2 separate regions of the Sus scrofa genome follow, and region 2 is linked to region 1. Evidence: chromatin contacts called from public Hi-C data. All regions are on one chromosome and are shown on one strand. The core of a region is the stretch at or near the end of the contact, and the rest is flanking DNA. Distances in the headings are between cores, read along the strand shown.

Region 1 (2,739 bases), core at 13-2,512:
TATAAGTAGATCCTGATAGAGTAATAATTCTCAGATTAAACTCTTATTAGTTATTCAAATTTGTTTCTGCAATTTGAAATTCATTTACCTTTAAGGGTACTCTCAGGAGTTCCTGTCGTGGCGCAGCAGAAATGAGTCCAACTAGGAACCATGAGGTTGCAGGTTCAATCCCTGGCTTAACTCAGTGGGTTAAGGATCTGGTGTTGCCGTGAGCTGTGGTGTAGGTCGCAGACACAGCTCGGATCTGATGTTGCAGTGGCTGTGGCGAAGGCTGGCAGTTGTAGCTCCAATTCGACCCCTAGAGTGGGAACCTCCATATGCCACAAGTACGGCCCTAAAAAGCAAAATTAAATTAAAATGAAATGAAATAAAATAAAATAAAATAAAATAATCAGGTACAATCAGATCTCAGTGATACTATTTGGAGCAAAGAGAAGACAGTTTAATCTTAGCTTCAAATATAACCTATAAATTTCATATCAAACTCTCGTTATTACCATCAAAACTTGACACACTTGCAGAAATGCTCAGCTCTGTAACTTCCCTGGTAAGCAATATGCCTACCACATAGCTCTGCAGAACTAAGTGTTAAATTACACTTGCAGTTGCTATTTCACTGATAAGTCAATAGCCTCAGGATGATGAGAATTAAAACTCTGTTGAATTATCAAGATGGAGACTTATCCGGAATGAATGAGATTAACCAAAATGGCCATGGGCTTTGGAGTCAGAACGACTATGGTTCTCATGCTGGCATCACCACTTTTTTTAGCTGCAAGACCTCAATGTAATTAATAAGATTTTCTGACTATAGTTTCCCCATTTGGAAAATCTTTCTTTGTAACATGTTGGGAGAGTTCAATGAAACAGGGCAGATAGTTCCCCTAGCACAGAAGCTGGGATTTAGAGGCTCTCAGTAAAGGGTGACTCTGAGATGCAGAAGGGGAGGGAGTGGCTGGAGGGAATAAGTGAGCAGACAGCTGGGTGGGTGCAGAATCAGGGCCAGTTCCTCTGACCTCCACGCAGGGCTCTGTACACCTCAGTGGGACCTCTTCCCCAGCGCAGCTCAGGGCTGCACAGCAGCAGCTATGCTAAAGTGAGACACTCCTGCAACCTTGTCCTAGCACCAAGCATTTGAGATCTTTCTGATGATTCCACACCAAGCTTGTATCTTTGTTTGCATGTGCTTTCAGCCATCTGTGGTCAGCCAGGGCATGCCTAGGGAATTCCTTCCCCTGTAATAGTTGACTAATGGCAAAACATGCCCCATTTGTCAAGCTGCAGTGAAAAAAATACCAGTCATGCTCCAACTTGTAGGGTAGCCTCAGACTCGAGGTAAACTGCCCCTCAGGGTACACTGGTGTCTCTCTATCCTCTCTTCAAGTCACCTGGCAAATTCCTATTCACCCTTCACAGGTGGGACACAAACTCTACCTTCTCTCTATAGCTTCCCTAAACTTTGTGTTAGGGACCACTGTGATAATTCCACCTGTGAGTTCATATGATACTGTATGTAGAACTATTACATAGCAATTTTAATGTAGTATTCTAATTATCTATTTATATAAGCCTCTGCAATGGTTACTAACTATTGTTTTACACTAACCTCTTTAGGAATTGTTTTAAATCTTGGATTTTTTTCATTACATTATGGGCACATGCATGCACACTCGTGCGCGCGCGCGCGCGCGCACACACACACACACACACACACACACACACACACCCTAGGAGGATCACAAGCATCTTGAAAGTCGTTCACCCTTAGGAATTTGTGGAGTCAACATTGGGAGCTCCCATTCAAATCCTGGCACATCTTCATTTATGCTTTTCTTACAAATCACAGCAACTGGCACATTGTAGGCACTTGATAAATGAATGAATAAATAAATGAACCAAAATCTACCTAAGAGAATGGAGAGATTTTTTTCCTTAAAGTAGATTCAGAGAATCTCTAATTATCTCAGAAAAAAACTGGATGCTAGAGAGTCTCTGAAGAAGTTTTGGTCAACTCCTGCAAGGCTTTCTAGACCCACTGACATAACCCTATTTTGATTCTCTTGTCAAATGCTGCTATATGAGGAAGACCATAAGTAGAGGGCAAAACGAGTTACACTCAGTCTCTGAAATATGAGCTACAACAATTGTTCACAGGAGCACAGGTTAAATGAGGGGAGATTATTTCCTGCTTTGGTCCCCTGTTTCTATTACAGGCCATTCAAAGGCAAATGGAGAAGAATGTGTTTTGCCTTTTTGGAAAAATGGTGAAACTTCAGCTGGTAGTCTCTCCTTATAGATGTGTCCCATCCGTTGCAGTTACATGGGCATACAGCTACAGGCTCCCACCGAAGGTGGCAAAAGCCCAGGAGAAGGCTACCCAGGGGCTGTAGTAAAAGGCTGGGGGAGGTGGGGTGTGCAGGGCATTTAGACGGTCTTCATAATAATGTCCAGGAGCTCACTGCCTGTGAACAGAGCTCTTTCTCTCCAACAGGAGAGTCTCTCAAATCCTGAGACTTGAACCTGGCTTCTAACTGTCAGAATGGATAATTCCTTGGAGAAGGAAGGGGCTTTTCAACCTAGGGGAAAAAAAAAATCCCTCTTTTGTCATTCCTATGACATTGCTTTAAGGCACAGAAATTCTTTCCTCTCCAGTTTTTTTTCCACAGCACACTTGCTTGAATAAGCTTCAATTTGTTTAAGGAGCCCGGAAAGAAGATAATATAGAATGATTTTCCTTTG
Region 2 (2,700 bases), core at 161-2,660, 230 kb before region 1:
CTTCAACTCTCACCCCAGCCCTGACTGCCCACCTGGCCTCTTGCCAATGTTCCTAATAGTGTTCTGTCCAGGCAACAGTTCTGCCTTAAATCTGTTGAAGTTCGAAGAAGGAATACAGTGTGGAATAGTGGGGGAAGTGTCGTATATAGAGTGAGAACTCTATCCTTCCAACTCTCTGATTTTGAGAAAGTTCACCTCCATGGGCCTCAGGTTCCTCCATATGATTCCCATACCTCCACCCTATGCACATGCCAATCTGTGTTAGAAGTGTGTTGACCAGGAGCAAGAAATAAACCTGCCAAGTTAGAGGAGTATTTGCTAAAAATGCTTTATCTATCTTGATAAATACAATATTCAGAAAGCTAGCACAGACTGTTTATTAAGACGCAGACTCTAATCCCCATGCTGAGTAAATTATAATTTCGGGGGGTAGGAGATAAGCGTCACATTTTTAAAAAGCTCAGCAGTGAATGTGATGCACGCCAAAGATTAAAAACTATTTCCTGTTATGTGCAGTGGATTAAGAATCTAACTGTAGTGGCTTAGGTCACTGCAGAGGTGTGGGTTTGATCACTGTCCTGGTGCAGTGGGTTACAGGATCCAGCGTTGCTGCATGTGCAGTGTAGGTCACAACTGCAGCTCAGATTCAACCCTGGTCTGGGAACTTCCATATGCCATGGGTGTGGCCATAAAATTAAAAAACAAAGATTAAAAACTGCTGCAGATAGGCATTTACTTCCATTGATTACATTGGCAGCAATTCACAGTACCTCTGCAATTCTGTTTGACTGAGATTTGTGAGTCTGTTTCTGTTCTATAAATAAGTTCATTTGTATCTTTTTTAAAAAAAATAGATTTCACTTATGGTTGCCAAGGGGAAAACATGGAGGGAGGGGCAAATTAGGAGTTTGGGATTGACATATGCACATTAGTATATATAGATAACTAATAACGACCTATTGTATAGCACAGGGAACTCGGCTCAATATTCTATAATAACCTAGATGGGAAAATAGCATGAAGGAAGTGATTGGCTGATACCCTAGAAACTGTATAGCAATGCAATTGCAATAAAATTTAAAAAACAAACACTGGCTCTGAATCTTCTCACTCGGGACACTCAAAGAAAAGACAAGTTATATGACTCTCTGGGGCCAATAGAGGAAGCTGCTTGTTCTTAGAAGCTGTGGGGGGTGAGAGTGTTGGAGAACATGGCCCCCATGCTCCAGACCCTGCTTGTCCCCGAAACCGAGGCCATGACCACTTCCAACCATCCTCCCCTTCAGGGTGTGCACAGGCATACGGGTTGGGAAGCTCTGGTGTCAGACTGGCAGTCCAGCCAGAGCGTGGAGCAGAGGGAATGGGATATGAAAGAATGTGGTACATCTCACTCTGGCAGGATTCCAGGGGATAGAAGCCTGGAGGCCAAAGTGGTAGATCCTGGCACTTGAGGAAACCACATCCGGACCCAGAGAGCCGAGTAGGAAGAGTAAAAAAAAGTACGCTGGGTAGACCTGATTTTAATAAGAACTCAAAAAGCATTGCCAGCTTTATAATTCCGCTTATTTCTTGCCCCAGTTATATGCCCACTTTATAGGAGGACTCTGTGCCAGTGAGCTAAAACTCAGCTTCATCCAGCCCACACACACCTACCCTGTGCCAAACACTGTCTTCAGAAACAGAGCAGGATGTGCACATGGGGCCAGGAAATATTCCCACATGCCCCCCACCCTGCCCCATTGCCTGGGGTTCTCTACAAACCTTATCTTCGCTCAAGAGCCTGCTTTTCAGCAATGTCACCTTCCCTCTTTCCCTCCCATTATCTGCGTGTCCACACCTGAGCTTGGCTAGTTCACCTCCAACAGTAGTATGTGACCGACAGCCTCACCAATGAGCTCATCTCTGCAGTTTTCAGAGATTTGGGGATAGCTGTTGTCTACTCTTCTACAACCATGTGAACACAAAGTACATGAATGTCTGAAAAATATGTTTGGGTGCATCTGTGCCTCTCTGGGTGAGGCACAGATTTGGGATATATTATACTAGAAGAGGTCCTGAGCTAAGAAATTTTATGTTGCTGCATGGCTAATAAAATTCATCTGTGTGCTTTCAAAAACGGCTTTTAATCCTTAAACATTATTAAACAAGTGTAAGGTACAGGTACAGGCTCTGCGGACTAGTACTTCAATTTTCCCAAAGGGCTGGCTGCGGACAGCAGGGAGCAAGCCCACCAAGGTCTGGATATAACCACAGACCACTCTTTGAGTGGAATTATTTGGAATTATTTTATTAACAACTGGTTAGATGTTGAAACTGTGTAAATGCTGTGGTTGAAGGCATTAACTGTGTAAATTCTTCTGATTACATTGTATCAGCTAGATGACTTGTTGACTGAGGTTACCATAGTTATCTTTCCAAAACACTGAAGGGAATTCCCCAGAATTTCCTAACCCACTGGGCATCCCTTAAAGGCACAAAATAAAAGCTTTTGAAATAGGTTCTTCAACTTGCTGTATAATCACTCATGTAATAAAACCAAACCTGGGACTATTTGCATTGCTTATGGCACTATTCTGCTTCAAGCTCATGTTGGTGCCAAATCTACAATTGCAAACTTGTACTAGACTCCTGCTATGTGCTTGTCTGTGCTACATGCTGTGGGCATTTAAGAAAAATTATGAAAGTCCCCACCATGGAGGA

The links. A called contact is a pair of places that touch in the nucleus more often than the background predicts.
Region 2: a contact with region 1 is called in a Hi-C map of embryonic fibroblasts, with 1.8 times the contacts expected there. The contact joins two enhancer-like sites. A contact is called at or near these places in 2 of 47 Hi-C or Micro-C datasets (embryonic fibroblasts and epiblast stem cells).

Annotation. Positions count from the first base shown.
Region 1 is chr16:36,845,549-36,848,287 of Sscrofa11.1, reverse strand. All of the region lies in intron 3 of LOC102159433 (a long non-coding RNA gene), which reads right to left. Among named protein-coding and RNA genes, the nearest start is that of MIR9799, 110 kb to the right of the region's middle. Within about 2 kb of position 1,262, at least 5 of the 83 cell types and tissues checked have an H3K27ac peak or open chromatin away from gene starts, as enhancers often do. A contact at or near this core is called in embryonic fibroblasts, where this site is marked.
Region 2 is chr16:37,072,076-37,074,775 of Sscrofa11.1, reverse strand. No RefSeq gene overlaps it. Among named protein-coding and RNA genes, the nearest start is that of PLK2, 230 kb to the left of the region's middle. Within about 2 kb of position 1,410, at least 6 of the 83 cell types and tissues checked have an H3K27ac peak or open chromatin away from gene starts, as enhancers often do. A contact at or near this core is called in embryonic fibroblasts, where this site is marked.